Regions from separate parts of the Mus musculus genome. Here regions 2, 3, 4, 5, 6 and 7 are each linked to region 1. The links are chromatin contacts, called in public promoter capture Hi-C maps. All regions are on one chromosome and are shown on one strand. Each heading gives the region's core, a stretch centred on a gene start, on an enhancer-like site or on the middle of the called end of the contact. The rest is flanking DNA. Distances are from core to core; before and after follow the strand shown.

The links. Promoter capture Hi-C pulls out the DNA fragments that hold promoters and counts their contacts.
Region 2: a promoter capture Hi-C map of liver shows a contact between it and region 1, with 2.3 times the contacts expected there. The contact joins the promoter of Selenom here to the promoter of Purb in region 1. A contact is called at or near these places in 2 of 39 promoter capture datasets (liver and stem cell-derived epiblast-like cells).
Region 3: a contact with region 1 is called in a promoter capture Hi-C map of the HPC-7 cell line. The contact joins the promoter of Tug1 here to the promoter of Purb in region 1. A contact is called at or near these places in 1 of 39 promoter capture datasets (the HPC-7 cell line), 1 of 115 datasets of contacts at active chromatin or transcription factors (cardiomyocytes) and 1 of 9 other capture datasets (adipose tissue).
Region 4: a contact with region 1 is called in a promoter capture Hi-C map of liver, with 4 times the contacts expected there. The contact joins the promoter of Dusp18 here to the promoter of Purb in region 1. A contact is called at or near these places in 2 of 39 promoter capture datasets (both in liver).
Region 5: a promoter capture Hi-C map of cranial neural crest shows a contact between it and region 1. The contact joins the promoter of Pes1 here to the promoter of Purb in region 1. A contact is called at or near these places in 1 of 39 promoter capture datasets (cranial neural crest) and 1 of 115 datasets of contacts at active chromatin or transcription factors (fetal liver).
Region 6: a contact with region 1 is called in a promoter capture Hi-C map of liver, with 8 times the contacts expected there. The contact joins the promoter of Gal3st1 here to the promoter of Purb in region 1. A contact is called at or near these places in 1 of 39 promoter capture datasets (liver) and 1 of 115 datasets of contacts at active chromatin or transcription factors (fetal liver).
Region 7: a promoter capture Hi-C map of liver shows a contact between it and region 1, with 3 times the contacts expected there. The contact joins the promoter of Sec14l4 here to the promoter of Purb in region 1. A contact is called at or near these places in 2 of 39 promoter capture datasets (the HPC-7 cell line and liver).

What each region holds. Positions count from the first base shown.
Region 1 is chr11:6,474,691-6,477,438 of GRCm38.p6, reverse strand. Purb (purine rich element binding protein B) reads left to right here and starts at 1,363. Exons shown (of 1, transcript NM_011221.3): 1 at 1,363-2,748. The coding sequence starts at 1,553. The coding sequence ends at 2,527.
Region 2 is chr11:3,513,307-3,516,054 of GRCm38.p6, reverse strand. Selenom (selenoprotein M) reads right to left here and starts at 1,371. Exons shown (of 5, transcript NM_053267.3): 1 at 982-1,371. The coding sequence starts at 1,110.
Region 3 is chr11:3,647,442-3,650,189 of GRCm38.p6, reverse strand. Tug1 (taurine upregulated gene 1) reads left to right here and starts at 1,376. Exons shown (of 4, transcript NR_002321.2): 1 at 1,376-1,437. It overlaps Morc2a (microrchidia 2A), which reads right to left and starts at 753. Exons shown (of 27, transcript NM_001159288.2): 1 at 44-753.
Region 4 is chr11:3,893,913-3,896,660 of GRCm38.p6, reverse strand. It overlaps Dusp18 (dual specificity phosphatase 18), which reads right to left and starts at 1,421. Exons shown (of 2, transcript NM_173745.5): 1 at 1,144-1,421. 4921536K21Rik (RIKEN cDNA 4921536K21 gene) reads left to right here and starts at 1,535. Exons shown (of 3, transcript NM_026150.3): 1 at 1,535-1,821. The coding sequence starts at 1,574.
Region 5 is chr11:3,962,580-3,965,327 of GRCm38.p6, reverse strand. It overlaps Pes1 (pescadillo ribosomal biogenesis factor 1), which reads right to left and starts at 1,353. Exons shown (of 15, transcript NM_022889.3): 1 at 1,268-1,353. The coding sequence starts at 1,291.
Region 6 is chr11:3,982,218-3,984,965 of GRCm38.p6, reverse strand. It overlaps Gal3st1 (galactose-3-O-sulfotransferase 1), which reads right to left and starts at 1,330. Exons shown (of 4, transcript NM_016922.3): 1 at 1,126-1,330; 2 at 1-25.
Region 7 is chr11:4,030,463-4,033,210 of GRCm38.p6, reverse strand. It overlaps Sec14l4 (SEC14-like lipid binding 4), which reads right to left and starts at 1,429. Exons shown (of 12, transcript NM_146013.1): 1 at 1,312-1,429. The coding sequence starts at 1,365.

The DNA.
Region 1 (2,748 bases), core at 114-2,613:
GATTCTTTACTTCATCCCAGACATCATGATATATTTCAGATAAACATAGTCCTATACTTAAAAATCAAACCATAAAACCACTCAAAAATATGTCCTTACTAAAAAATTACAAGAGAAGACTCTAGGCTTAGATGCAAATGAAATTTCAGCGGAAACAAAATAACAAAGCTGGCCCATCAGGCAGAATACAGGCTAGAGGGGCGGTTAACTGCTCATCACACAAGCATTAAGACACAAGCTTGAAAACCTAGCAGCTGCATAAAAGAGCAGGGTGCAGCAGGGGGTGGGGGTGGGGGATCCCTAGGGCTCACTGACAGCCAGTTTAGATCAATTCAGTGAGCTCTAAGTTCAGCCAGAGACCCACTCACAAAAAATACGGTGGAGAGTAACACAAACACTCTATTTCCGGCCTCCACATACACGTACATGTATAGCCACACAGAAACAAATTTAAAACACTTTAGGGCTGGAGAGATGGCTCAGTGGGTAAGAGCACCCGACTGAAGGTCCAGAGTTCAAATCCCAGCAACCACATGGTGGCTCACAACCATCCGTAACAAGATCTGACTCCCTCTTCTGGTGTGTCTGAAGACAGCTTCAGTGTACTTACATATAATAATAAATAAATCTTTAAAAAAAAAAAAACAACACTTTAGAGGAACCTGGTTAACGAATATTAAACTGATGCAAGAACTCAAGTTTAAGCCAATATAGCTTAGTGAGATCCTATCATTAAAAACACCCAATTGTAAAAAAAAAAAAAACCCAAAAGTTATTTGTGTGAACTCCATTCAGGGAGTTTATAAAATAAGATGGTATTCTGGTTTCTTTGTTTTAGAAACACGGGCTTATTTACTGAAGGATTGCTAGATCCAATCGTTAGGAGTCCGACTTAATCAGTGTACTCGTCCCTGAGGATTAATAATCTAGTAGCATTAGTGAGAAGTAGGATCTCACTGGAGAAAACAGGTTACTGGGGTATGCTCTGGAAAGATCCCTAGCCCCTGGCCCTTTCCTGTCTCTCTGCTTTCCCAGGCGCCAGGAGGTGATTGGCTCCACTGTTGAATAATTCATGTGCTTCTCGGCAAAACGTTCTGCCTTCCCACAGCCCCAAAGCAACAGAGTCATCTAGTCACACACTAAACCCTCTGAAACCGGGAGCGTCAGTAAAGCATCAAGAAAGAGGACCCCAAAACCAGCGGACAGAAACATAGGCTCGCCCGGGGTAGCCGCAGAACGCCTTGCCGGCGCGGCCAGCGACGTCACCTCTGCGCCCCGCCGGCGTGGTGTGTGTGGGTCTTCCGGCCGGGAGGCGGCGGCGGGCGGGGCGGAGTGACGTCACGGGAGGCGCGCGCCGGAAGCGGGCCGTGCCGCACGGAAGCCGCGGGGGCGGGGCGCGGAGGCGATGGGGGGCGGCGGCGACCGGCGATGAGCGGCGGGCGCGCGTGAGGAGCCGGCGGGCGAGGCTGGGGGGCCCCGGAGCGCGAGCCGCAGGGCGGAGGGCGGGGGCGCGAGCGCAGCGGGCGGCGGCGGCGAGGCGGCGGCCGAGAAGATGGCGGACGGCGACAGCGGCAGCGAGCGCGGCGGTGGCGGCGGCGGCGGCGGCGGGCCCGGCGGCTTCCAGCCCGCGCCCCGCGGCGGCGGCGGCGGCGGTGGCGGGCCGGGCGGCGAGCAGGAGACGCAGGAGCTGGCCTCGAAGCGGCTGGACATCCAGAACAAGCGCTTCTACCTGGACGTGAAGCAGAACGCCAAGGGCCGCTTCCTCAAGATCGCCGAGGTGGGCGCGGGCGGCTCCAAGAGCCGCCTCACGCTGTCGATGGCGGTGGCCGCCGAGTTCCGCGACTCGCTGGGCGACTTCATCGAGCACTACGCGCAGCTGGGTCCCAGCAGCCCCGAGCAGCTGGCGGCGGGCGCCGAGGAGGGCGGCGGGCCGCGCCGCGCGCTCAAGAGCGAGTTCCTGGTGCGCGAGAACCGCAAGTACTACCTGGACCTCAAGGAGAACCAGCGCGGCCGCTTCCTGCGCATCCGCCAGACGGTGAACCGCGGCGGCGGCGGCTTCGGCGGGGGGCCCGGGCCCGGCGGCCTGCAGAGCGGCCAGACCATCGCGCTGCCCGCGCAGGGCCTCATCGAGTTCCGCGACGCGCTCGCCAAGCTCATCGACGACTACGGGGGCGACGAGGACGAGCTGGCCGGCGGCCCGGGAGGCGGCGCCGGCGGCCCCGGGGGCGGCCTGTACGGAGAGCTCCCGGAGGGCACCTCCATCACCGTGGACTCGAAGCGCTTCTTCTTCGACGTCGGCTGCAACAAGTACGGGGTGTTCCTGCGAGTGAGCGAGGTGAAGCCGTCCTACCGCAATGCCATCACCGTGCCCTTCAAGGCCTGGGGCAAGTTTGGAGGCGCCTTCTGTCGGTATGCAGATGAAATGAAAGAGATCCAGGAGCGACAGAGGGATAAGCTTTACGAGCGACGCGGCGGGGGCAGCGGTGGCGGCGACGAGTCGGAGGGTGAGGAAGTGGATGAGGATTGAAGCAGGCAGCTTCCCGTACCGGCCTCCCCCAACCCCACCACCATCCCCTTGGCTAGAGAGCGCCCTTTCCTTCTCGTCCCCAGTGAGCTAGTGGAGAGGGATCAGGGGAGGCCGCAGACGAAGAAAACAAAAAAAAAAATAAAATAATATAGTTAAGAGAAATAACCATAAGAAAACAGTCACAGACAATTAGAGAAAAGCAGTTAAGTTCCAAGGAACTG
Region 2 (2,748 bases), core at 122-2,621, 3.0 Mb after region 1:
GAGAGAAACCAGCCATGGGTCCCTGTCTGCATGTTATTGATAGCTGACCAATGCCCAGGAGACATGGGTTACGGCATTCTCCCTGTTGTCGGTAGAATTCTAACCCTGGCCTTTGGCCCTTGAGACGAAAGTCAGACTAGAAGGGAACAGCTCAGAACTACCCTAAGGGCCCTGTTAGAGGCACCTGCCATCTGGTCCCTACCCCACCCCATGCAGAGGCAGCCCTGCCAGCCACCTGTGGTTCAGCTTCAGGAACCATCTGGCTGATCTTCCCTAACTTGGGAGTATGGATGGTCCTTCTCTATTCCTGATGGGAGGCCGCAGCCCAACAGGAAGTCCAGACCTCCCTATTTCAGGCCTCCCTTACACTTCCTTTTGTTAATTTTTTTTTAAATTAAAAATAAACCAGCTAAGGCCCATGAAGAGTCTGCAAACATAGGAATCACTTAGGAAGACTCCAGGGGAGTCCTTTGGCCGGCAGGTGGTGGTGGTCCAGGGTGGCTGTGGACTGTTGGTATCTCATTTCCCTATCCTCTCCTCCAGCTCCAGCAGAGTACAGTGAGGGGAGGAGCTTAGGTCTTTTCTCCCCACCAGAAGAAAAGAGATTCTGGAATGCCAGGCACTAAGTCTGGGTGGGGGGAGAAATAATGGGGAAAGGTGAGGTTATCCTTAGAGAAGGTGGGTTCTAAGGGGCCAGTTTTCAAAAAATTATAGCCAGAGACCCACGGTAGGGCCAAGCCTGGAGCAGAGGCAAGGGTTCAGAGTGCCAGGCCACAAGGACGAGACTTCTTACTTCCACAGTAGATGCTGTTCATCATGCGGCTGGGAAATAAAAGGAATGATTCCCGGGCCGTGCAGGAGGGAAAGGGGGGGGGGGTGTTTCGGGAATTCTGGTATTCCTGAGGCCGGACTATATTCTTGGGATAAGGGGCAGCAAGGTTGTGGAACTGTCGTACTAAGGTTGGGAAAAGGCGCACTCACCTCCACCCGCCCCCTGGCCAGGCCTCGAAGACGGTTCCAATCCGGTCGGTAGTTGGTGGTGGAGGTGGCTGGAGCCACAAGGGCTGCAAGAAGCAGCAGCAGCGACGGCGGCGACAGTAGGATGCTCATCTGTGCCTGGCAGGAGACGTTCCGCAGGCTGCACCCAAACTCGGCCGCTGCGCCACGTCTGGCCCGCAAGCTGGCCCCGCCCAAGCCAAAAGCTCCGCCCAGCCATAAACCACGCCCCCAGAGCTAGAAACAGCCCCACTGACATCCCACCCAAATCGGGTGGTTGCCTCCCACTAACCCCCATCCCTGTCTCAGCTACTCTCTGGTCCTCCAGACTTCATGTTCCCAGTTCTCACAATCTCCATATTGCATTTGCCCACTAAGTGTGAAACGCTCCCGCAGGATGCCAGGAGACAGCACTACTTCGCGTCACCAGAGGGCGCAGGAGGTTCGCAGATGGACACAAGGATTTCTGGGTCAGAGAGTTAAGATAAGGAAGCAGGAACCTAGGAGATCTCCTTTATACGCTTTTGATGTCTTTGAACGAAATTCCGATCAAAGCTTCAATTCCCCAAAGCACACGTTGTAAGCGAGGACCATTACCTACGCCCCGCTCAAGAAAGCTCAGAGGGTAAAAGCGCTTGTTATGACAGCCTGACTCCTGAGTTTTATCCCTGAAACCTAAAAAAAAGTGAAAGAAAAACAGCAATTCCCACAAGTTGTGCTCTGTCCTCCACAGGCGTCCCCAACCGCTCACCATGGCATGTCCGTGCCTGTACAGGCACACGCGGTGCACACACACATATAATAATAATAATAAATATAAATTCTTACAAAGGAATACTACCTATCCTTTTTTACCTAGAAAAGGCTGGGAGGGTTAATATACACAATGCATCTCATTAGAACAGTATCTGGTCAGAGATGGTACACACCAATCTCCTACTGTCCTTGAACTCAAAGCAATACTCTTCACTCAACCTCCTGAGGGCAGGGTGATTAGGACAGACTCTGGCTGTGTTACCTTCCATTATTAGCTCTTCCCCTTCCTCATCACAACGGCCCCCTCCAGCAATGAACTCCGTTTTGCAGATTAGGAACTGTTTCAGAAATGTAAAATAGGCCAATTCATAGATCTGGATTTGAGCCCCAAACACCTCTGTGGATCATCTCCCTGGACCAAGGAGGAAACAGGTGGCACTCCATGTCCTCATGCCTTCAGCAGACACAGCAAGTACAATCAGTTTTTTGTCACCCTGGATTTAACCAGTCTCAAGTTGGAAATATTAGGAAGTAAAAACTGCCTCTGTACTGAACATGTACAGACTCTTTTCTTGTTGTTATTCCAACCAATAGAGCATTACAACTATTTATAGCATCTGTATTGTATTAGGTGTTATAAATTATCTAGAAATGATAGAAAGTACAAGATCAGGCCACACGGGCTTTAGGAAAATACTAAGCCATTTTATCTATGGATTTGAGCATCCTCATATTTCGAGTTTTGGTATGGAAGTGTGCCCTGGAACCAATCCCTGGCAGACAGCAAGAACACGCTGTGCCCTTTCCCACAGGATTCAGAGAACCTTGTCAACACTGAGCCAACGCTGCTTGTGATCCAAGGTATTTTTACCTTTCTGGGCTTATTCCACCACTTTTAAAATGCGCATTAAAAATGGGGCGGGGAGAACCATCAGCAGATAGTTCCATGACTATAGGCACTTGCTGCCAAGTCTGATGCCCTAAGTTCAAGTCCCA
Region 3 (2,748 bases), core at 127-2,626, 2.8 Mb after region 1:
ACTCTGATGTAATACTTTGGAAAGAACTATATTCGAAACCTACTGTCCTTAAGTGCTCCGGGGGGTCAAGCTTTCTTCACACAATTCCGACGCACATCAAAAGTGAACGGTTCTGAATGGTCTTCAAACTTGGAGGTTTACAGCTTCAACTTCACGTTCAAGTCCTTTTCTGTTCTCCTAAATTCAGGAAATTGACCTACTTCTGACGGTTCACCTACTTCATTACCACCGAAGACTTTGTCACCACCGAAGACACCAGGCTCCTCAAAAGAGTGCTCTACTGGACAGTGCAGTGGAGTGGAGGCTACTTCTGGCTTCACCGCTTTCCAACAGAAAGGTCCTTGGTGCTGACTGACAGATTTCTTTTCCCAAACCCCGCCCAAACACAGCTTGCTATTATGCCACAATCACCACAGGTTGTGGGTGAAATTACTCACAGTGGCCCACAGAAACACCTCACAACCTACCCTCCCGAATCACCTCAGGTGCGCCCTTCCCCCACACCCTTCAGAAGATGGCCTCGGGCCCTCGGGCCTTCCCAGGCCTGGGTCCTGTGGCCACCTCCTCGCTACCGACAGACAGGAGTTAGTCCCAGAGCCTGGGAGAACAGAGGAAAGTGGCGAGTGCACCACCAGATCCGATCGGGCGTTGCCTGCAGCTCGCAGATGCCTTTGTCCCTCCCCGTGGAATTGGAACTCAACCACCGCAGCGCGCTCTTGGAACCATGTGCTGCCTCCGCTGCCGCTGCCGCCGCCGCCGCCGCCGCCCGCCCGCGCCGCGACACGACACGACACGCCGCGCCTCAACAGACGATGACAGGCTGGGCGTCACGAGATTCAGCGTTCAGTACGGCTTTGCGGCCGGTGCTGCCCGCGCCACCGCTACCTCAGCCACCGCTTTGTCTCCGTAAGCGCACGCAGCGCGAATCACCTCGCTCACTCCCGACGGCCCGGCCGCCGAGGCCTCCAGCGCACCTTCGGCCAATCACAGAGCTCGAAGTCTTCCCGCCCCCGCCCTGAGACTCCACCTTCTGATTGGCGAGCGACGTCGGTCCACGTGACCGGATCTTGTTTGGCCGGTCCGCCCCCATCACGTGAGGGCGCGCGCCTCTCTTCCTGCTTTCCTGACCCCTCTCGGCCATTTAAAGGAACAGTACCGGGGGCGGGCCGAGAGACGCAGCCGGGACGGTAGCTGCAGAGCAGAGCGGAGGAGCCATCTTGTCTTGTCGCCGGGGAGTCAGGCCCCTAACTCGAAGAAGCCCTGGCGCGCCCTCCCCCCCTCCCCGGTCTGGTAGGGCGAAGGAGCGGGCGTGCGGTCGATCGAGCGATCGGTTGGCGGCTCTTTCTCCTGCTCTGGCATCCAGCTCTTGGGGCGCAGGCCCGGCCGCCGCGGCGCGCGCCCGGTGGCCGTTGGCGCTCGCGCCGCGTCTTTCTTCTCGTACGCAGAACTCGGGCGGCGGCCTATGCTTTTGCGATCCGACGAGGGGTCGTCCGGGTGGTTGGCGGCGGCGGGCAACTCCGCCCCGCTCCCGGGGAGGCGGCGGGGGAAGCTGGGGTGGCCGGGGCTGGCCTGGAGGCCTGGCGCCACCCCTCGGGGCCTGCTAGGACCCAGTTGGAGGGTCAAGAGGGAGCTGGAGGATGGTTGGTGGTGGGCTTCCTCCTTTGCCTTTTCCTACTTATGCCACCTTAGTGGGGAGCGAGAGCGCTGGCGGCAGCTCCGGGGTGGGGATTCGAGCTCCGGAGTCGGAAGATCTGGGTTTGCTTCCGGGCCTAGCCACTCGCTGGCCGAGTGACCTTAGGCAAGTCACTCTGTAATCTGTCTGCGCCTCAGTTTCCTCCTCTGCCTATCAGTGTGTGTATGGAATTGGAAGCTCTCTTCAAAAGTGTCGGTTTACAGAAAGATGATTATTGTTTTTTTTTCCTTTGAGTTGCAAGAAGTCATAACAATTGCTCATTCCCTGAAATTAAATTCGGGAACCTTTTATTGGAGTTGGAGATGGGAAGGTTCCCTGAACTTCTTCTGTACAGAAACACGTGGGAAAGTGTTTTCTAGGGGGATGAGTAGATCCTTCAGTAGCGAGTTTTCAAAGGGGGCTATGACCCAGAAGAGTTTAGAACAGTTTTTGCCACCGGGAGGAAACTGAGGCCTACATGTCATCTGGGACCCTTCACAACCAATATGAAGCCCCCATTTGAGTCCCTGGTATATGTGAGCTGCTTCTTACTGCATAATGGCTGTTTCAGGTACCATCACTTCACTGCTTGGCTTTTAGTCAAAGCCCTTTCCTTTCACCATAGGGTGCCTGAAGGGTGGCTGATGCCTATGGTACAATGGCACCCACTAGAAAGCAGCTACAATTAGGAGTGAATGTGTCCTCGAGTAACAAGAAGTGTAATCTCTGGCCCAGCGATTGTTTTCTGCTGCTCGTACTGGTGCCTGACTACTTTTCTCTCGTTAACTATTTTTTTACAACCATGATTGACACCCATTATTTGCTCCTATTTTATATCCCTGGTTTTCGTGGTTGATAGTGAACAGGATTATTTTTAAATGGTGCTGCCAAAACCAGTTAATAGTGCACATGGATTTTTAGCAAGAGGGCTACTTGGAACAGACTGAACCAGGCGTTGGATTCCTGAAAATGTTTGGGGTTTTTTTTTTTTTTTTTTTTTTTTTTTTTTTGGGGGGGTTTTTTGTTTTGTTTTTTAAATTGAAGGCTAAAGTTTTTGAAAAAACTTTGTTGGACTC
Region 4 (2,748 bases), core at 172-2,671, 2.6 Mb after region 1:
GATTACGTTAAGTAGAACTGGACCCAAAGGTTAAAGGTGACAAGAGGGAAAGTGATATGCCAAGTCTTTCCATCTTCTCATAACCAGCCAGCAAGTCTAGCTGTTTTCAGCACACATGACTGGTGTCATCTACATACAGCACAGCTAGTGGAAACTCATGTTCTCTGCTCAGCTGTGTGACTTCCAACATTAATGACCTCAAAGTCAACTGAGAGCAAGTAGAAAAGAGCCTTGGTGATGGTCACCTGGAACTGCAGCATTCAGGAGGTAGAAGAGAAAGGTGGGGCCCTTGCTTTATGGGTCCTGCCCCCCAACAAAGAGCTGAGGAAACAAACTACAGGGTTTTTTGTTTGTTTGTTTTGATTTAATTTTTTCCTTGTCACAGAAACAAAGCTGTTTTCTTAAAATTAACCTTTGAGAAATCAGGATTTCCCAGGCAGGCCAGTTTCAGCTAGCATAAGGTCATGGCCTAACTTATCCTCTCAGAATGAAAAGTCATTCAGGTAACCTCAGGCCAATCAGTTATTTTTCCACTGTTCTGTCTCCCTGTTCCTGCCTTCCAAGGAATGTGACTTCCAAGTGACATTTGGTTTTGTTTCTGCTCTCTTCAGTCCCTTCAGAGGTAAAGTTAAAATGCAAAGCTTGTGGGAATGACAAATAAAGGCATTTGTTATAGAGTTGCAAAGATAGTAAGAAGCGATCACAGACAGTAGGACATGGTAGAGCAGACCTGGAAGCTGAAGCAAGATGTGGTGTTCCTGACCAGACTACTGGAACTCTTTCAAGAGTTTCAAGAGGGGGAGGGGGAGGGGGGGGGAGAGGGGAGGAGAGGAAACAGAAACGTCATCTCCATTTTTTACATTTTACAACCAACCAGGCTTTTGGCATCTAGTTAATTTGTAGCCGTGAAACCTGAGACTCGAGGAAAACCAGTTTTGTTCATCATTAGACAGCAAGTTCTGAAGGCTGATATTTCTGGTGGATTACACTTTCTGGAGAAAGTTGGCAAATATAGGTGGGGCGCTGGTTAAATTCTGGGTTATAAACGTGGAACAGAGTCCACAAGTAGATGAGTGGAAGGTGCCACAACAAGCCTAGGAAGCTTGGCCTCTCTACGTGGTGACAAGACTCAAACAATCTTACCTCCTTCCCTCAGTGCCCCCGAAATCTTTCAGGGCAGAGCCGCGGACGACCCTCTCCAAGAAAGAGAGGGCCCTTCATGATTCCGGACCTTGGTAGCAACGGCTTCTCCTCGCGGAACAATGGGCAGTTCGGGGCTTAGGGGGACCCCGCGACTGATTCTGTACCTCGAAGGACTACGCAGTTCCCAGGCGTTTGGGAAAAGCTGGGTGGGCTGCCTGTCTTCACAGAAATGCGCCAAGTAGCCAGAAGGACCATTGCTACACCCACCGCCTGCACGCCCCGCCCACTCACCCTTCGTCTCCTAGGCAACACGCCCAACAGAGCCTCACAAAGAACGCCTAAAGACTGTCACGCGGTCTGCTTGCCGGTTGTCTCCCAGGCAACGCACTCCAGTGTAGATAGTTGCTCTGCGACCGCGTGTCTTTCCACCATGGTTTTAGGTCTTGCTAGCTTTCCTGAGTCGCTCTCTAGCCAGTCAGAGACCGCTACACAGCCCAGAAGGCCTTCAGTCAAATGGGACTTGGGCTCGGATTACAGGAAAGGTACCGAAGAGACTACCGCTTCTGGTTCGAACTTCCGGCGCGAGAGACTGGACAGCCAGCCGGATCTTGGCCTCCACGTCCAACCACAGATCTACTTCCTGCGGCCGCGGTCCCCACTCCCCAAGTTGTTATTCAGGTGTGGCTCGGGTATACAAAGCAGTTGTCAGACCCGGGACCCCGTAAGGGAATCCGACTCACTTTGTTCCAGCCGTGTCCCCCCCCCAACCTCCGCCCTTAGATGTTCCTCTGATCGCAGCAATGTCTCCGATCGCAGGATTTTTCAGACTCAGGCCAACCCGTAGGACCTTCAGAAGCCCGTTTTCTGGGCCGAAGGCACTGTCCCGTTTCTAGCCTTCCGAATGAATCCTGACCCTGGCGTAGTGTAGGCTTGACGTCTGCAATTGGTCTCAGGCTCCAATCGACTTGGCAACTCCAGGCCTTCCCATTCTCCAGCGTCCTTGAAAAGCCTTCAGTTCCCCAATGTTTGACTCCAATCCTGTCCCCCTTCTTCAACCGGCATCAGCCAAGGATGTAACAAGTCCTACAGAGGATTTATTATGGAAACACAATTTGTTTCAAAAATGACCAGTATTTATTACTTGATAAATTTGGTGCATCACTAAGTAAAGAGGGTCTTTAAATATTTAGTCTCTTTTTGGTTGAAAATAGGACTTAGACTTGTGTGTAAATTCCTGACCGTTGACTCTGTCTTCCCATCCGCACCTGGGTATGTTGAGTCATCCTGCATAAAAACCAGAAAAGTGGAACTGGGTAGCTTTCAATGTTCGTTCCTTTGTATTAGCAAGCACAGCCTGACCACAGTTGTTCCTAACTCATAGGAAAATGAACTGGAGAACGTTATTAGAATCCCCCTAAAGGTGCTTTGTTTTCTTCTTAACTGAACGTGGTTGCACACGATTGTAATCAAGCACTCAGGTGCTGGAGGCAGGAGGATTGGAAATTCAAGGTCACTCTCAGTTCAAGAGGGAGTTCTAGGCCAGCCTGGATACACGAGACCTTGTCACAAAATATACATCTTTTTGTTTGTTGGGTTTGGTGGTGG
Region 5 (2,748 bases), core at 104-2,603, 2.5 Mb after region 1:
TGCAAGTCAAAGGAAAGACTTGAGCCCATCTCATCTTCTTCATTCCTATCCCAAAGTTACTTCATACCCACAGTCTCCTTACAGAAGCAAGAATAACTCAGATCAAGTCACTTACTTTCTTTGTCTTCTCCACTCAGAATAAGTTCCAGCCTCACATGATACGGCCCCAGCCTCACCTAGACAGCACCTCACTTATTTACATCTCACAGCCATGCTACTGTCTGTCCAAAACCCTGCACACCACCTGCCTCTCTTTCCTACTGGCCGTGGAATTCACTTCTGTTTTCTCTGCTAAGCACTTCTGAATGAAAAAAGAAAAACAGCAAGCTTTCACATTAATTATGATTAAGAAGCTTAAACTTGGGAAACAAGGTTGCATAGGAAGAAGAAACTGTCTCTAATCTGAGACAACAGAGCTAAAACTGCACTGACTTCTGCTTTTAACCTGCTCACCCTTTCCCCTTTTCTAAAGAAAAAAAAAAAAAAGGTCATTTTCTCCCTTGAGAATTGAGCACCACCAATATCACACGGATAGCAAGTTCCATCTGCTAAAGATAAAACTATCATAACCAGAGCCTGTAAAGGAACAAAAGGGTCATCCTAAAATATAAGATTGTGACAACGCCTAACCCCATATAAACCATCAAACACAGAGACGGCTAAGAGACGGCTGGAAGCTACAGCTGCACGCTGATATTAGTCTCTCCTTTCTCTGAGTGCCGAGAATTCTCTTAGGGGAAGGTTGGGGACCATCCACACTTCCCAACATTTTCATGCCCCAGACTAAAGTGTTCTTTAAGTACTGATTTCCACTAAAATGCTACGTCAGAAGAGGACCTACAAGACAACACTAATCGGATTAAGCGCCTGTTGATACTCTCCACTCTACTGCTCCTCCCTCCCTCCCTTTCTCAGGAGCGCACTTAAAAACCCTTAGCCACTTTATCTGAAGTTGACACTGGGAAAGCGGGGCCGCATCTGACTGCTTACTTCTCAATTCCCAGTACCTAGGACCGGGCCTGGCTCAATTAAGAAAGTCCCAAGTCTTGATAATGAATTCTACGTCCCGTTGGTCACTGATCACTCTTTTGGCGGCTCCGCCTGTCTCCACAACTCCTTCCACAGAAAGCCCGTCACAGTTCTTCCCGGCTTCCAGGGGCCTACGTGCAGAAGGTTCGCTCCGGCGGCCGTCTCAAGACTTCTCGGTCCCCAGAGGCCAGGGAAAGTGATAAAGCCGGAGCTCCGACCTCCGCTGGAACTCACTCACCTTCTTCTTCTCCAGACCTCCCATAGCTCCACGTTGAGAAATTCAAGGCAGCCAGAACACCAGAGCTACTTCCTCCCGCACGTGCCCTGCCTAGGGCCCTGAAGGACCCCACGCCGCCAGCTGAGGGCTGTCTGAAAATATGCCTGTACAAATCCAGAGAAAGTTGTGCTTTTGGCGACCTCGTTATTTACAACCAAATTCTCTAAAGCTCAACAATTGTGGTAGTTCTTTCAGTTCTTTTCTTAGTTACCAAAATCTATAGACAAGCTTTAAAGCAACATGGAAATTTAGGCAGTTTTATAAGCACCCTAGACACGGTTGTTTGAGCACGCGAGCCCCAGTGCATTTTGGGATACAGCAGGACTGAAGGGATGGGAGACAGACAGCCCGGAGCCTTCTGGGATTCAGAGAGCTCTGTAGTTTGGCCTCTAATCCAGAGATCCGCCTGCCTCTGCCTCCAGAGTACTGGGATTAAAGATGTGTGTCACCACGCCTGGCTGATGTTTTCTTTAAAAACCAAACCAACCAAACAAACAAACAAAAACAGAAATGCTCACTAAACCTAAAGCTACTAGTTTTTGTAATGCTAGGCCAGTGAGTTTAAGGGAGTTCAATTGTCATGGCAACGGTTGCTAGGCGTTGTAAACCCAGCTGACCAGATTTTGCCTTGTTGACCTTAGATTCAGCTGCACCTAGTTTGTTCAAGTTAGAATAAAATAGAGCAAAGGCCGACCTTTGACCTCCCACGGACACGGAGAGGGTCTAAGGAACTGCTTATATTTGGGGAATGAGTTGAGGCAGAAGGGACGGATCTCTGTGAGTCCGAGGCTAAGTTCCAGGACAGCGAGGGTATTGAGTGACGCACTGTCGAAACAAAACAAAAATGAAAAGAAAGAAAAATAATGGAAGGCATAGCATGATGGTGGTGCCTGTAATCCCAGCACACAGGAGTCTGAGGCTGGGAGAGCACAAGTTTCAGGCCAGCCTGTGCTAGAGATAGTGTTTCAAAACAACAAAACCAAGAAAACAAAACAGGACTGAGGAGATGGCCCAGTGGACAGAATTCCTGACATGCAAGCATAAGGATATGGAGTTCAGATCTGCAACACACACATAAAAGTTGTGCGCACATTTAAAACATATCATTCCATCTATAAAGATAATTTTTAAACTTATGAGATCTGATGATAGGTTTAAGTCAGTCTTAAAGGTGGTAATTTCATGTTTATAAAAAAGTTAAAATTTATGACTTTTTTATCAATTTCCTTTAAATTTTATTACTTTTACTTCAAAATGTTAAAAAAATTCTTGGTTTTCTGCTTAAAGTCATGTATAGCTGAAATGTAACTTTGAAAGATGAGTTTAATAAGAATGAACATTCTCTTTATCAGTATTTATAAGAGTGGTTTTGTATACTTGATACAGTAAGCATATTTATCTCTTTAAAAAAGAAACTGTGATTTCCATATGTTGAATATATA
Region 6 (2,748 bases), core at 81-2,580, 2.5 Mb after region 1:
CTTCCTTGGAGCCCAGTGAGAGGCACTGTGAGTGACAGATTTATGAGAACTCAGCACAGAACCCAGGAAGCAAAAGAGATGCCCAGGAAGGCATCTTTCCTCCAGTTTGGGCAAGAGGACTTCTGGGTAGGGCTGGGATCCTGAGACAGGGACCAAAAAACAAAACAAAACAAAACAAAACAAAACAAACAAAAACGCACACTGTGGTTTGCAGTGAACTCAGCCATTTCCCAACGGTGTGACCTTCAGCAAGTCACTGACTCCTTGAGCCTCAGTATCTTCCCTCTAGATAAGTAGCAAGGAAGCCTGAAGGCACAGTGCAGATCAGCTCACCCCCTCCAGAGAGGAAGAGATTGAGTTCTGATCGGCTCTCCCTCCACACCCCTTTCCTCCTGAAGATTTCCAGGGCATCCTCACCCTCAGCCCAGTAACCTCTGGTGTCAGGTGTCAGTCCCTGCAGCCAGATGTGTGCCTGTCATCACAACCAGCTCAGGAAGGGGCGGGGCGGGGGGGGGTTAAAAAGAGAAGGCTCATGTTGGCCTCTCACTAAGGGAACAGACCAACCTGAGACCCCCTTATGGAGCACTGGTCCATGGCTCCGGAACCGTGTAGTTGTTGCATATAGGATCTTTCCTGTCCTAACTAGACAAGTCTGTCCTTGTCTCCTGGACTCACCTCCTTAGGGGCACACATATGAGAGGCCTTCCCCAAGCACAAGAGTCTGTCATTGCCCAAGGCCCCCCTCTCCCCGGTTTGTACTGTGACAGCCGCCTCTTCTGGGAACGCAGGTAAGGAGCGGGGAGATTCCTGCCTCCTTCTCCACTAGGGCCCAGGCCACAATGTCCAAGAGGATTAATTATTAACGAACTCACAGCACAACAGCTAACCTTCTGGAGCCCCACCCACCCCATTTTTAGGGACTCCGGGGGTCAGGGGAGGAGGGGCACCCAGAGCAGGGCAAGCAATCAGCCAGAGCCTGCAGGATACAGTGTTGGTGAAGCAGCTCTGCAGCATTTCTATATCCCTTGCTGGGCAAACACGATCCATCGATCCAGTAGGCAAGATGTTCAGGAAGTAGGCTGAGGCAGGGCACAGCCAGCGTGAGTACAAGACCTCCCGACATACCTTTGCCCTGTTCTCCTTGGGCTCCGGGTGGCAGGGGTCGGCCCCGGCCCCCGCCGCCGCCGTGGCGCTCACTGGGCGGCGGGGCGCACTCGCCGGGACCCGGCGCGCTGGCAGGCCTGGTCCATGCCCCCGCCCCGCCGCCGCAGCGGCTGCCGCACCCCGCTCTCAACACTCGCCAGGTGAGGCCAGCAGCCTGGCCCGGCCCCTGACGCCAGAGCCAATGGGCGCCACGGCCCCCTCCCCCCCCCCACCCCCTTCCCGTCCTCTCCCCTGCGCCGCCTGCCCAAGAGGCACAGAAGCTGTATTCAGCTCCCTGGGGCGCAATATTGCGCCCCCGCCTCCGGCCTAACAAGGACTATTTGTCTCCGATGGGCCAAGGGGTCCATTGTCCTACTGCCAGCCCAGAAGGGAATAGAGGGTGCCTGGGGCTTGGTGGTAGTGTTGGGGAAGGGAGCCTGGGCTCTGGAGAAAGGGGGCAGGACTAGTTGCCAGCCTTTTATGGACAGCACTGGAGCTCCTCAGAATCCAGTGGAACATAGGTCTTCCTAGCTCCCTCTGATGAGCCAGGAACACATTTGTGGTATCCAAGAAAAACAGGTGAAGAAGCGCCAGGATCCCTGGGCCGAGTCACTTACATGGTTCAGCTAACTTTCCTCTTGAGGATACCTCCTCTAGAGGTCTGGGCAAGTAAGTAGGGGCCTGTTTGAGTTCAGACTGTCCTTCATCCTAAAGGAAAACCAAGGATGGGAACTAATTTGGAATTAACCCCAGCTGTGGGCACTGCAGAACCAGCTGGCCATCGGGTGGCACATGGGCCACGTCAGAGTCCCACTACCCCCGACATTTCTAGGCAACCGTGGAATGGGGAAAATTCCACATCAGCCTGGCTGCCAGGCATTCTTCCATATCTAATGGGCTTGCTGCTCTTTGTCCTTGTGGGCCCTGAGTCACCTCCCAGGCTATAGGTTATGACTTTGAAACTCCTAACCCTTTGTTCCTGCCTCTTGAAACTGCCATGCCAGAACATGGCATCAGATAGAGCCCCCTCCCCCCATCCCACATATACAGTGAAGCCACCAGTTTGGGGGACCTTGGGGTCCACAAGCCAAAGCCTGCAAAACTCTTGCCTTCCTCTTCAGTTGAGGTGCAGCCATGGCAGCACAAAGTCCACATATGGGGCCAATACAAAACAGGTCTGTCAGGCTATCAGGTCCTTAGATTCAGGGAGGGCAAAGTCCAGCCTACCCTGTTTAGGGTATCACCGCCTCTGGGGAATGGCTATGGGAAAGATGTCCTGGGAAGGACTGAATGATCAGAACCCTGACCCTGTCATGATACATGGACAGTTCCAGGTAAGGACCATCATCAGAGGTACCTGGAGTGAGGGGACAGGTCCACAAAGGTCACAAGCTGAGATACCAGCAGTGACCTCACTTGGATGGAAAACTAGGCTATTGCTGCCCTTAGACCTCACGCTCACCTTCCACCTGTACTGGCTTGTTTTGGGTCAACACAAGCTAGTCATCAAAGGAGCCTCTCAGTCGAGGAAACACCTCCATGAGATCCAGCTCTAAGCTGTTCGTGGTGGTGCACACCTTCAATCCCAGCACTCGGGAGGCAGAG
Region 7 (2,748 bases), core at 180-2,679, 2.4 Mb after region 1:
CGTGTGATGTTCTCGGGTGCACACAAGCGGTAGGTTTGAAGCCTGGCTCCCAGCAGGCAAAGGGAGGATTCACACCAGAAAGCAGCTGCATCCTCAGGAGCCAAAGGAAATTTTGTCAGGGGTGGGGGTTGGAGGGTGTGAAAGGGGCCAGTGCCCTGTAAAAAACAAAGCTATACCTATCCTCCCCTCCAGGTGACTTCTAACTCAGCCTGGAGAGAAGCCACCTTACAGTGCCACACTGAAGACTGTGTGTCTGAAGTGTGACCACAGTGGCCCACCCTAGCTCAGGAGGACTCTGGAAGGAAGTGATCCGGGGCAAGGCAGTACAGAGCTCTGGGCCGTCCTTAGCCTCCCCCTCCTTCCTCCTTTCTCTTCCTATATGTTTTAACATAGCAAGCATTTGTTACTTTTAGTTAGTGGAGAAAGTAGGAGTGGCTGGTGGGGTTCTCTATCATAGTCCACTCCCAGAGACCATGTTTCCAGTTCCAAAAGAACTCAGGAGGCACCGGGTGCCTTCTGAGACCATCAGCCCTGGGAGTCTCATCAGAGGGTCCTTCCTGTTCCACTAAGGACCCCTTAATGGCTGAATCTCCAGGTCCCCTCCTTCACCCAGGATTCTCATGTCTCCCTGTAAGGTTCTTCCGCATGGGAGACACTACAAAACAAGCCGTTCATCTCTTGTTCCTTGAGACAGTGTCACTAAATTCAGGCTGGCCTTGAACCCACAATCTTCTGGTCTTTGTCTCGCAAGGCTTGGGATTCCAGACTTAAACACCTTCAGTACCTGTCACAATTCTTAAGCTTCCCCTTCAAACGAGGTTGAATGAGAACCTGGATGGGACTCCCCTTCCTCATAGCCTTTCCCTTCTCCAGGTACAGCCTGCAGGAGGCTCTCAAAAATCAGACCCCTAGCCCCTCTATTTCTCTGTCATAATTAAAAGTAAACAAGTAAGTCTGATAGGGAGAAGACTGGGAACCCGAGCAACAGAAACCAAACCAAACACTGTTGCAATCTGGCAGGGATCTCCTAATCTGCCTGGCAGAAGTCACTGGCCTGGGAACAGAGGCCAGGGATGGGTGGTGGGAGCTGTGCTGGAAGGCTAAACTTGCAAACACACACACGCACACGCACACACGCGCACGCACACACACCGGCAGTTGCTCAGAGGTAGAGAGAGGTCCTAGCCCAGGTGTGCGCGGGAGGCGCTGGCTTCGCCAACCAGTCCCTGCATAAAGCTGTAGCCAATGCGGGCCGCTTGGGTTCTGCTTGGCTCCCGTGCCTTCCCTCCCGCCTCACCCCTCACCCCTTACCCTGGCCAGAGCCTCCTGCTGCTGCGGGCTCAGGTCCCCGACTTGTCCTCTCATGGTGCTCTCTGCTAGGCCTCAGCTGCTGCCACCTTCACAGGGCTTTACTTAGCAGGTCTGCTGCTGATCCCGCCCCAAGGGAGGCCCGCCCCAAGGGAGAATCCCTGTTCCTGCCCCGCCCTACCCAGTGCTCCCCTGTTTTTGTTTTTCTTTTGTTTTGTCTGCCCCAGGTCATCAAGCCTACCTTAAGGGGACAGAGAGGTGACCAGATCTCAAGAGGTGTCCTGAGAGTCTGAGGTAGCAAGTGGCCCTCACCTCCAGGTCTTCACGCGCTTTCAGGGGGTGGGACTGTAGGTGTGTGGGGAGTGGGTGTTAAGAAAGTGCTCACCTAAGGACAGGTACGTGGAGCACACACTTCCGGAGCCAAGTGGGAGTTGAAAATGTCACCACTTCTGAGTCCTTTTGCCCAAGGAGAGCCCAGCCCCCCTCCCCCGACCTTGAACACAGGCTGCGCTCCACAAATGTTTGCTGGCCAGGAGAGCCCTTATTTGCCAAATGGCTCCAGACCTCTAGAAGTTAGGAGGGATTAGGTAAGACCATGTCTCCTGTGTTAGCAGAATGCCTGGCACGGCACACACAGTTTCAACACTCTATGAAGGCCGTCAGCTCAGGCGGGAACTACAGGATGGCCCAGGGGTGAGCCTCTGGGAGGTAGAGGGTGGGAGGCAGCCACACTGAGTAGGCTGACCTCTCTGGGTAGGATGAGAAAACACAGGCTGCCTTGGCATGAATTTTCTGCAAAGCAGGTGGCACCTGAGCAGGGAGGAGATAGTGAAACAGGCCACTGACACCTTTCCCCTCTGTCGTCCCATGGATCAAATTAAGTTTTAGGTAGGGGGTGACCAAGCAAGGGCTCACTGTCCTTTGGACTATTGTCTGTTGGAGATGTGGTTGGTCAGGAACAAGTATGGCCTGTGCTAGGTAGAAACGGCAAATCAGATTTCAATGACTTAGCACCAGAAACAGTAACTATTTTATTCAGTTTTCCTACTGATACATGTATGTTCATATTATAACTTCAGATATTCTGAAATATACAAAATACACTTTTAAAAAAAGACAGGGTTCTTACGTAGGCCAAGATGTTTCAGACTCACTGTGTAACCACGGAGAATCTTGAACTCTTGATCTTTCGGCTTCCACCTCCCCAGTGAAGGGATTACAGGCAGGGGCCATCAAGTCTGGTATTCTGGGTAATTTTATATAAACTTGACACAAGCTAAAGTTATCAGAAAGGAGGGAGCACCTTTGAGAAAGCCTCCATCAGATTAGGCTACTGGCAAATCTATAGAACATTTTCTTTTTCTTTTTTTCTTTTTTTGAGACAGGGTTTCTCTGTGTAGCCCTGGCTGTCCTAGAACTCACTTTGTAGACCAGGCTGGC